3 separate regions of the Mus musculus genome follow, and all the other regions are linked to region 1. A link is a contact called in public Hi-C and Micro-C data. All regions are on one chromosome and are shown on one strand. The core of a region is the stretch at or near the end of the contact, and the rest is flanking DNA. Distances in the headings are between cores, read along the strand shown.

Region 1 (3,895 bases), core at 990-3,489:
TTAAGACACTAAACCTTGATGTGAGAATTGGCTGAGTGATTCTCCCCAACTCATACCTTCATTATAATTGGGTATGTCAAACAGAAGACACTTGCAGAAAGCAAGAATGTTAGTGGAAAAGAAAGATAAATACATCATAGAAAAATTAGTAATGAGCAATTTGTTATCCTGGGGGAAAAGGTTTTAGCTTCCAGGAGACTCAGGCATTTCTCTTTACTTAATCCACAATTCAAACCCAGAGGCAACATGGCTTTCAAAGTGCATGTGTGTGTGTGTGTGTGTGTGTGTGTGTGTGTGTGTGTGTGTGCTGTTGATAGATTTCCAGAATCCTAGAGAGAAATCTACAGGCCATGTCTCAAGCTTGACTCTCAAAGTACTTTGTACTGGGACCATCCTCTTGCTGTTGATCAAGTTCAGATATGCTCTCTTGCCCAACCGAGAACAAATCCATGCAATTCTGTCTCTTACATATGTGCTGAGATTTAGATCATCAGTTAACTCTGATTGTTCTATCTGGAATTCAGCAACTTTTAATAGCATGGATGCAGATGGTCACCCTGGCAATTAGCAAATCTCCCTGTCCCTGTCCCTGTCCCTGTCCCTCTCCCTCTCCCTCCTCTCTCTCCCCTTCCTCCCTCCCTCCCTCCCTGCCCCCTTACTCTGGAATCTATGGTTGAGAGGGGTGGTAAGAGGTCTGTCCAAAGGGACTGGCCAGTAGCCAGACTATACGGACTCTAGAGCCAAGCAAAATGCCTAGGTTTCTCTCTTTACAAAAATAATGCCAAGTAACAATGAGCATTTTCTTTAGAGAATTCTGAGCCTAAATTCCACCAATATTTTGTGCCCCACCCCCGACTATGTCCAGCACAATCTGATAGGAATCATAGACCAGGCCCTTGAAACAGATGTGTTAAACTAGCCAAATAAATAAATCAATAGAATGCATGCCTTTCTGCAGCATGTATCTGCTTTTCTCATCTACCTCTTGATCTGTAATGTATGGGCATTGTTATTTGAATTTGTTTGAAAGAAAAAAAATATAATCTATTTATACAATATGCAAAATCTATAAAATTTATGCTCCAAGGTGCTAGTAGATTTAAGCTTGCAGATATCCTTCAGACAGTTAAATCATCCTGAGATGGGTTAATCTCAGACACAGTCAACTAGTCTTTAGGAAGAATGACAAGGGATTGGAAGAGGAGAGGGATAGGATGTGAGGGCTTCGGACAGCTGCTTCTTTTAAGGTTAGGCAAACCATTTCATAAAGACCAATTTTTCTTTTTACAAGAAACTACTCTTTGGCCCCTCACCTGCAAAAGACAAGGTGGTTAGAGAAGTCTGAAGAAGGCCAGACACCATTCCCTGTTGTGTCTGAAGTCATGGTACTTTAACGCAGACTTGGTGGCATTTCATCTGACTTCCTCTGTGGTCCTTTTTATATTACTCTCCCCCTCTGCTCTGGTGACATACTTGGAAAGTTGGAAAACTCTCCTTGCTGAGGTAAATGAAGCCCTTGGAGATAAGGACACAGAAACGAATGACCGAATGGCCGCTCCCTTGGAACCCACACTTATCCGTTCTCTAGTACTGTAGATATTCATAGAAATATCTTTCCATGCTCTAAGCAGGGATTTCACCCTCCTGTGATGTTGCTGCTGAGTATCAGAATGGCTGATCTCCCAAGTCAACAGGCGACAGACTTTTGGCTTTGGCTTTTGTAAGAGTGAATGATACTTAACTGTCCTGTGTGACAGCTTCTCCGGGGAGCAGAATGCGCAAAATAAACAGTTACTGAAAAGCATAAAGAATTAGTGAAGTGAAAATCTCGATATTTGTTTTGAAATTGAGACAGGAGTGACCTTAAAATGCTCAGTCCTGGGCGTTTAGCGCCGGGATGAATGAATCTTTGCCCATACTTCCCTCTCATTATCCTGTAAATCTTAGACTTTCCAGAGTAACGGGAAATTAATTCAAATGCAGCCCGGCGGAATAAAAAGGATAGAAATCAAGACTCCGGAGGCACTCTCCTCTCAGCCCTTTGGGGAGAGGACTTCACTGGCCCGACCCTGGAGTTTACAGCAGGGAGAACAGGGAGGCGCTAGGACCTGGGTGGCTCCTGGCTGAGGCCCCGCTCGTGAGGGCGGAGGAGTAGAGGAGGAGGGAGATGTGGGAAAGGAGGGGTGCTCCGGGGGGCGGGGGAGTCATTTATGCGGAGCGGGCGCCGCTGCCGTCGCCACTCACAGTCCCGGCGCGCTGCTCGGAGCCGGAGGGAGCGCAGCGAGAGGGCGAGCGAGCGAGCGAGCGCTTGGAGCCGGGTTCAGCAGAGGGGGCGCCCGGCCGCTGCTTGCGCTCCGGCCGGTCGTTTCCACGGAGCTCCAGGGCCGGAGAGGAGCAAGAGGCAAACGAAGAGTCCAAGAGCAAAGCCGGGAGAGCCCGCGGCGGAGGCTCCAGTCCCACTCCGCCGCCTCCCGTGCAAGCCGGGGAGCGATCGCTCAACGCCCCGCCGGCCCAGAGCCCGTCACCCCGTCCCCTCTGCCCCAGGCATGGTCTAAGAGCCTGAGAGGGGCTAGCTGTTCTGCTCTGCTCCCGGGCTCTCAGCCTCCTACCGACCGCTCCCGGCTGCGCGCCCCGCCGGCCCAGGCCGGAGAAGTTAGTTGTGCGCGCTGCTTAGCGCGCGAGCCAGCGGGCGGGCGAAGGCGGCGAAGCGTCGGGACCATGGACTGGGACTGGGGGAACCGCTGCAGCCGCCCGGGACGGCGGGACCTGCTGTGCGTGCTGGCACTGCTCGCCGGCTGTCTGCTCCCGGTATGCCGGACGCGCGTCTACACCAACCACTGGGCAGTGAAGATCGCCGGCGGCTTCGCGGAGGCAGATCGCATAGCCAGCAAGTACGGATTCATCAACGTAGGACAGGTAACCAACCCCCGGTGACACAGGCTCTGCACCCAGAAGCTAGTCGTTTGGGGGCTTCTTGTCCCCTCCGCTTCGACCCCTCCCCCTTTTCCAGATGTGCTTCTGCAGCTGTGGCCCGAACTCTAGGGCGATGCTCTCTCCAACGCGCTCGTTGCACAGTCACACACATGCCCCGAAGTTGCTGGGATCTCTGTTTAATTTGTTTTTACAAGCAATGAGGGACAGGTAGGGTCTGTGGAAAATATGGAGTGCCCTTGGACAGGTTGAGACTCGCCTGGACCTTTGGACCTGGGAAGTCCAGAAGCGCTATTTAGCTTGAGGAAATAGCCCTGCGAGTGGCTGTGGCAGGGAAGGTTGAGACTTTTGGAGGCCAAGGAGTGAGAACGCCCCTGGTTCTAACTGGGAGAGAAAAGCCTGGATTAACCTCCTGGGCCACAGAATTGCTGTGCTCTGGAGGGCTTTGAGTGCGGCGTCTGGAAGGGAGGTGGTGGGGAGAGAGGAAGGGGGCGGGACACTGGGAGGGAAGCACGGATTTAGGGGGGTCCTGGCTGCTGCCTCTCTTGGCCAGGATCCAAATGTGGGCCCCCGGAGCTGGGTGGGGAGGAACCTGGGAGACATTGAAAGCGGCTGAAATGTTCTGCTCCGGGAACTTGGGAATCTTCTACTGGCGTGGAACCTGGGGTACCCGGTTGTGGCGTGTGGCAGGAATGCTTTGCTGAGGTGCCTTTGGTGGGTTTTCGTTCGATTTGCCATGCTGAGGGAAATGCCAATACATTTTATGGGACCCTTGGCAGCGCCACCGATTTGTATTCTGGCTTAAATGGCCTGGATTTCAATGTCCTCTTCCCCATGTCCCTACCAAAAACTGGACTGGAGAGGGCTCCGTTAAATGCCCCTCCTAAGGACCTCACAACTTCTTTGGAACTGATCCAGGGAGGGAGCCCTGCCGCGGCTCTGACGCGACTAGAATTGAAAGTAA
Region 2 (3,895 bases), core at 751-3,250, 700 kb after region 1:
TGTCCTTGCCAAGCCAGTTGTTTCACTTTCTCCTCCCAACGAGGGTGAGGAAAGAGAGTGAATCCTAATTAGCTTTGGATCACATGCAGCCCTTAGGGAAAGCATTCTGTTCATAATAAATATACCTGCGCTGAGAGTCTGGTTTCGTTCTCTAGATGTAAGCGCAAAGGTTGTAAACTAACTCGGAAGTGCCACCTTCCTCCTGAACTTAGTAGGTGTTTTGCTTTTCCCAGCACAGAGAAATTTAAATATATGGGGCTACATTTTGCTAAAAGCCCAAAGCCACTGAAGGTTGAAAAACTAAATGGAATGAAAAAAGAAATTCACCTAGATGCACCAACGAGAAAGTTAGCCCAACATCTGGTTAAAGGGAAGCCCGCGGGGCTTCAGGCTTTGTTTAGGTTCTAGAAGCCACCTTTGCATTACAAAGCGGCCCCCTGAGATGTCCCCAGAGTTGCTAGCTCCAGAAAATCAACAGACTCGCCTTCTTTTATTTGCCTTTGAGTAGAGGGCAAGGAGGTTCAAGCCATTGTAATGCACTTTCTACTATCCTATGAGAGTTTAATTTGTCAATAAGAGCAGTGGGCATTTTTTGTTGTTTTGTTTTAGAGGTGTGTAGATATTAAATTTCTCAACAATTGACATCCCACAGTCTATTTTCTTTACTATTTAAATTTAATTATCCTACATTTTTATGTTCTGGGCATATTACCAATTATAATGCCAGGAAAACTTTCATCACATGAAGACTTTGAGATGGCTTATTCTGAAGCAGCTCCCATCTTCCTCTGTGGGAGGCTGGGGGGGGGGGGGGCTTTGAGGAGGGGGAAAGGGTAGAGATGGGGATGGTGCTAGAGCCCTGGAGCTCTGGGGTGACTAGGCAGGGATGAGTGGTGGTGGTGGGGACTGGGGCTGGGGTGGGGCGGGGTGGGGCTGGGGTGGGGCTGGGTGGGGCTGGGTGGGGCTGGGGCTGGGGCTGAGGCTGGGGCTGGATGGGTGGGGTTGGGGTGAAGCTGGGGCTAGGGGCACTTTTCCTGGTTGGATATGGGTCTAAAAACTACTCACAAAATCAGTTACTGATACTAATCTGTAGAGAGTCGGGCAATTGGTGAAAGGATGCCCCTCTCCCTTAAAACATGGCCAGTGCTCTCTTTGCAGGGCAGTATCTGCCACCCATCACCTCTGCCGGGTAGAAATCGAGTGTTATCGTCTAAAGTGGCCAGGGGCACTTTATCGTTAATTGCTTACACAATTTACTTTTTCAGCGAAATACTGACATTTCATACATAAAATAGTGGTTCTGTCTCTTGATTCTGATAGGCCAGTGCGAACAGCAGAAGCCCATTTTTGAGAGTGACCTACTTCTGTAGCTTAGAAATCAGGTAGGTTGTAAATGTTCTAAGATTTATCAGAAAAATATTGAGAAGTGGGTGTTGTTATAGTAGCTTCGATAACTTTTAGAAACGCAAAATGTGAACTCCTCACTACTCCGGCAGCCTGCCCACACCATCCAGACATTACAGTCATCCTCTCTCGGCGGTCTCAACAGTTTTAACACGGTCACTTCCTCTAATTTATTGTCTGCATATTTATCCTAGACATAAATGAATAAAAATTGATTATAGCTATGCAGAGGTGTGTTAGATAATTGTCTGCAGCCAGGAAGGGGGCGAGAAATCGAAAGCTTGCCTGCTCCTTGGTTCTGAGCTGGTCAGCTGTCGGGTGTCAGGGGTGAGGGACCGGGCAGAATCCAGCCTCCTCTTGCCCCCTCCTCCCTCCTCCAACTTCCCAGCGGCAATAGACAGGCTTCAAGAAGGACTGTCTCCATTGCAATCTCTCCTCGCCCGGCCCAATCTTCCTAAAGTCTGACCAGGACCCACCTACCTTCTGAGGGTGACAGGAGGCTTGCTAGCGAGAGGAACAGAAAGATGCGCGGTTCTGGCGCTTCAGCATCTCCCTTCTGGAGCAGTTAACACCAAGTACAGATTCGCCTCCATTTTCTGGTCACGTGATCCCTGGCACATCTAAATAAGGCTGATCACCTGCCTCCTAGATCTCCTAGTGCACCAGCCTGCTGTGCCTGGCGCTGGAGCAGAAGCTGGGAAAGGCAGCGTTTGGGAATAGAAAATACTCCCGCGGGATTATGGAGTCACAAACACCCTCTTGATTTTTATGTCATTTTTACGAAAACCGCTGCCACTCCTTTCTCTGAATAAGGCTGCATTTGAATTTCTTCAACATACAAGTTTGAAAGAGATTCCGTTCCTAGAAACCTTTTAAACACACACACACACACACACACACACTACCTCTACAGCGTATCTACAAAAAAAGGTAATTGAGCATTTAATGAACAATGATTAAGATAATACAGAGAACCATAAAAAAACATAGAAAAAATAGTTCTAGAAAAAAAAAGTCAGAAAGTTCTAGAAAAGCCAGGATGCCCACCCAAGACTCATACAGCTCTAAGGTGCATGGTGGATTAAATATGCTGCAAACAGAGATTTGAGTTTGAATCTAACCTCACTTACTAGCTAGTTTGCAGGAGACTATGACAGCATGGCGCCTCAGCTCTCCAGCTCACAGACAGCAATAATAATGCTACTTTAAAACTGTAAGATAACCTATCCAGCGGGGCTGGGTTGAAATAGCTTTGCAGCAAATGTTCACTACTATTAATTCTAGAATTGCCAGCAGAGACTGGGGATGCCATTCTGCTAGAAAAGCATTTGCCTCATGTGTACAGTGGTCTTGGATTCAATCTTAATAAGCCAGGCATGGTGACGCATGCCTATAATCCCAGCATCCAGGTGGAAGCAGAAGGAACAGAATGCCAAGGTCATCTTTAGCACAATAGCAGTTGTGAAGTCAGCCTGTGATACACAAGGCCCTCTCCAAATGAATGAATGATTCAATGAGTAAGTAAATAAAGAAATATATATATAAATTACAAAATAGAAATGCCATCTGGAGTACCGATATAATTATGGCAAGTAAAGTATCAAAGGACATTTATATAATAGATGGGAACATAATCAGTTTCAGCCCAATTGTTATTTACTTATTTATTCATTTATTGAAAAACTGTCTTGCTGGGTTGAGGCTGGCCTCAAACTAATGGTGGTCCTCCTGTCTCTGGGGTTACAAATGTGAGTCACCATGCCCAAACTTTATACCAACTCTTAATTAGAGACACTTTTAAAACTCACATTTTGGGCACTGTGATTAAAATGCTTCCTGTTCTTGCAGAGGACCCAGATTCAGTTCCTACCACCCACACCAGGTGACTGACAACCACCTGTAACTTCAGCACCATGGCATCTAACACCCTCTTGAGCCTCCTCTGGGTACCAGCATGCAAATGGTACACATAAACTCATGCAGACACTGGTACACACACACATAAATAAATTAAATGTTTTTTAAAAACCTCAAAGCTTTTGTAAAGTTGTTCAAGCTTTAATTTTATGAATATCAATCTACATTATCAGATAAAAAATATGGATGGTCTAGGCTTCTTCCAACAGTTACATAGCAACAGCCACATACAGCCTGGCTTGCTATAAAAGGGACTGCGCTCTCTCTCTCTCTCTCTCTCTCTCTCTCTCTCTCTCTCTCTCTCTCTCCCTCTCCCTCCCCCTCCCCTCCCCCTCCCCCTCCCCCTCCCTCTCCCTCTCCCCTCCCTCCCTCTCTATGTGTTCTCAGCTGGCCTCTTCCTTTCTTTCCTCTCTTTCTGTCCCTCTCTGTTCCCTTTCTTTCCCACACTCCCTTCTCACCCCACTTCTCATGCCCTGAATAAATTTTATCATTTTATACTAGATCCATCGTCATATGGCTGGTACCTCAGCATGTGCCCACTAAGGCACCCCCTCCTGGTGCATCATGCCGCCTA
Region 3 (3,895 bases), core at 743-3,242, 580 kb before region 1:
GCTGTGGAAAGTTCCTAATTCCCTTATGTTTTGCCAGAAGAGAATCCAGAGGGCAAAGGGAAACCTAAGTACTAATGTATAGGCTTCTGTCCATCACGGTTTAGAAAGACAGTGTGCCTGGAACCCTTAAAGGCAAATTGGTCTGATCCCATAGGGACTGCATCCATTTAGATAGAATCAGACTGTCTAGAAGATTCTTCTGTCCAGTATTCCATCTTGTTGTAATTGATGGGAGAGTATTTAATGAGAAACAGAATAAAGGTGCAAAGGAGCAGATGATCAGGAGCTAGGGTTGATCAGAAAAGCTATTTGAACATCAGATGAAAATGGAGCATGGTTGTTTACACAATGCTCTTGCAGATGTCACTGCCGGTGAGCACCCAACTTGTGTAATATGTGGCTGATAGGCAGAGACATTCTTTTATAGCTTTAGATTCTCTTGGTGTCCACACTGATAAAGAAGGTAATGCTAGACTGTGCAGTCTAATATAGGAACACTATCTGTCTTCATCTTTCTGTCTCTGTCTCACACATAGTTCATTCATCCACATCTACTTTTCTCAGAGTAGGGTTCTACTCTCTTCTACTTTGATGTCTTGGTTCTACAATGTCTCTCTTATTCCTCACAAACTCTATATTCCCTTGTTGCTTTTTCTGGAAACCATATTTACACAAAAGGAAACTTTTTTTTTTTTGGCTGATTAACAAGAGATAACCTCAGCTTTCTGTCTTCAAAAGGCCAAAAGAAATCAAAGTATAGTGGTACCCACCCTACTGACAGTACTTGAGGGGTTGGTGTGGGAGGATCATGCATTCCAGGCCAGCCTGGCTTACAAGGCACAACCTTGTTTTAAAAACAAAACAAAGAAAATCAAAACAAAACACAAACAGACCGTGTGTAGCTGGCCTGTAATCCCAAGCTACTTAGGAAGCTGAGGCAGTAGGATCACACATATAAGGCTTCCATGGCCTACAGAATGAGTTCAAGGCTGAACCTTCCTCAAGAAATATTAGAAAGAAGGTTGAGGGTATATCTTAATGGTATAGAGTGCTGGCCTACCATATATGAGCCCCTAGGTTAAATCTCCAGTACCAAAGAAAAACAAAAACTCAGAGTGTGTGTGTGTGTGTGTGTGTGTGTATAACATAGAAGGCCAGATGAGGGTAAGATGTTGAGCTCATATGTTGGTCAAATTGGTAGCAGATGAAATGGCATTATTATGATGATGAGTATCATTGTATTATAAGAAATCCATTGTCTGAGATTGCCTAACCCCCCAGCTCTACCCACAAGAAACCATTATGTTATATAATTATACCTTCTCATGGCTTCTTTCAAGTGATTTTTGAAACAATAGTCTGGAAGCCTTGGCCACCAGAGATCAATAAGGCTCATCAGAATTGCTGAGAGAAAAATGTCAAGGATGCCATTCTAAAAGATATCTTAGGGGAGACACCTTTTCAACGACCAGACAGGAATGAGTACACGTTGAATTCTAAGCAACTCAAGTCAGTGACTGGAGAATGGTGCTATAATTTGGATAATAATAGTAATTTTAAGTACTACTGCCCTAAAAACACAACAGTTCTTTATACTAAGTTTTGTTCTTTAATCCGGTAAGAGTCCATGACCTCCTCCTCTAATGTGGAGAAGCTGCGTGCAAATTCCTCTTGGCCCTGGTGTGCCTACGTGGTTAACTAGAAGCACACATGAGTTCAGTTATTTGAATTGAAAACAGACCTGCGTGAACAGCTATCTGCATTATGTTCCACTATCTCTACGTCCAACAAGTTATCAGCGGGTTGTGAGGAATGAAAAGGTCTTCCAGGCTTCTGGTCTCATCTCTGCCTAGTGATTTAATCTGAGAGCCCAGATCGTAAATTGGACTTAATGTCAAACAGCAGCCAAGGCTGAGAACCCGCCTGGGTGTGCTGGGCTGTTGCAGGCTGACTAACCCGCAGGCATGCTGTCAGGTCTAGGCCATCTGCTGTCAGGGCTCTGCTCCCTGTGGGAGGTCCAGGTTGCGAGCATTTGCAACAGTCTAGACAGGAGGTGACAAACACTGCGACCTTTGGGAACGAGACTGATCTCTCTGTTTTGTGACAGGAGGCCTTCCCCCGAACAGAGTTTTGGAAAGAACAATCTAGAAACTTCATCATTAGACAGTGGGATTAAACCTGGAGATCTGCTCCACCCAGCATAGAATGCCAAAGGGATTTTTTTTCTCAATGTTTTCTCAGAGCTAAAGGGTGATGTTTGTTTATTCTATCATTTTTCGTGAAATGTTTGCTTCAGTCTGCAGGAGCCAGAGAAGACGAGAAAAGGGAAAAGAAGAAACTTTAAATGGTACTCCGACCTGAGGCCAACGTGAGGTTCTGTAACTTTCCATCATCTCCCCTTCCCTTCCCCCTCTTCCCCTCGTCTGTCTCTGTCTCTGTCTCTGTCTCTGTCTCTGTCTCTGTCTCTGTCTCTGTCTCTCTTCCTTTTTTCTTCCTTCCTTTCCTCCTTCTCTTCTTTTTCTTTTGATGGTTTTTGTTTATTGAGACATAGTCTTGCTACATCATAGCCTACACTGGCCTCAGACTAGTGATTTTTCTGCTTCAGCTTCCTGAGTTCTGGGATTAAGGGCATGTGCCACCATGCCTGGTTTATTTCACTTAAACCTCATAGGAGGCTTCCCTCCCCACGCTCTCATGTTATATAGGAAAACTAGAAGCTCACAGTGATCAGCTCTTATCCAGGACTGTGCTGCGTGTAATTGCTAGGCTTCATTTTATTTTAATATTATAGCAAAATCTTTTTCGCAGGATTTATTTTTCTTAGTAAAGTAGAAGGGAGATTTTAGCTTTCTTTGGAACTCAGAATGTTGCATTATGTTAAAATAACTAAAAATGACCCTTCTATTTTTCTTAAGATCATATAGCTTTTAGTAAAACTTCTGTGGCTTTGGAAAGTGGTTCCTGAAAGAGAAGTGTGGGTGTATAGTGAGGGAGATAAAATAGGAAATGATCCAGACTAATGTGTCCTGAAGTGTATTCCACAGGATATGGGTCCCCAGACAGTCTTTGCACCAGAAAGTGTTGTGGACTTGACCTAAATAACTGCTCTGTGGAATACTGGGATTGAACTCCCTTTATGGAGATCCAGGTCCATTCCATGTTGCCCTGTGCAATGGTAAACATCACGTAGAGCTGGTTTTGTGTGGACCTCAGTTTATAGACACTTGGGCAAGCCTTACTGGTTCTAACATTTTCCTAAATCCAAACTCTCAAGTTTATTAATTTTAGGAGTGTTAATAGAGTCAGTTGGAGGAAATTTCAGCCACTTACTCTAGCCTGTTAGCAAACACAGAGGCAGCTCAAGGCTTCACTCTGAGTACAGTTCAGAGAGGATGGTTGAGAAGTGCCAAGCTTGGAGAACAGGCTGGAAGACAGTCTTCTGAAACACATAGCACATGCTTTTTTACACTCATCGGCCCAGAATATTTACACAGATCACCTTTTGATAGCATCTCATTATTAAGCCCGAAGATGGCACACACAAAGTCCATTTACTTTCTTCTGATTAAAAAAGAAAAGACGAAAGTACAGTATGCTTTCTCTCTTCTTCCCACGCCCTTGACATTCCTTTTCTACTTTTCTTCTCTCCTCCGTGTACCGTTTCCCTCCACAGCTGACTACAGCCACAGCTTGTTACCTGGGCAGTTTGCCATTCTGGGAATAGATGCGCTAAATCTGTACACACAACTCTATCCAAAGTCTTTATTTCAAAGCTGGACTTCACATGAGTTAGCCTGGCCATCTGAAACCAAGATTCCTATTGAGAGTAAATCAGGTTTTGGGAATAATAAAACTTTCCCTGTTTGGAAATGAGTTTTAGCCATTATCTCATTCT

What was found. Hi-C and Micro-C count contacts between places; a contact is called where the count stands out from the background.
Region 2: a contact with region 1 is called in a Micro-C map of embryonic stem cells, with 3 times the contacts expected there. A contact is called at or near these places in 4 of 39 promoter capture datasets (cranial neural crest, embryonic stem cells, hippocampal neurons and 1 more), 2 of 484 Hi-C or Micro-C datasets (cerebellum and embryonic stem cells) and 3 of 130 datasets of targeted methods (astrocytes, neural tube and stem cell-derived neural progenitor cells).
Region 3: a contact with region 1 is called in a Hi-C map of uterus, with 3 times the contacts expected there. A contact is called at or near these places in 9 of 39 promoter capture datasets (3T3-L1-derived adipocytes, the HPC-7 cell line, cranial neural crest and 5 more), 2 of 484 Hi-C or Micro-C datasets (embryonic fibroblasts and uterus) and 6 of 130 datasets of targeted methods (astrocytes, craniofacial prominence, embryonic limb bud and 3 more).

What each region holds. Positions count from the first base shown.
Region 1 is chr19:17,835,976-17,839,870 of GRCm38.p6, reverse strand. It overlaps Pcsk5 (proprotein convertase subtilisin/kexin type 5), which reads left to right and starts at 2,239. Exons shown (of 38, transcript NM_001190483.2): 1 at 2,239-2,916. The coding sequence starts at 2,719.
Region 2 is chr19:17,134,881-17,138,775 of GRCm38.p6, reverse strand. The region is part of intron 9 of Prune2 (prune homolog 2); the gene reads right to left. Among named protein-coding and RNA genes, the nearest start is that of Prune2, 180 kb to the right of the region's middle.
Region 3 is chr19:18,418,543-18,422,437 of GRCm38.p6, reverse strand. No RefSeq gene overlaps it. Among named protein-coding and RNA genes, the nearest start is that of Ostf1, 210 kb to the left of the region's middle.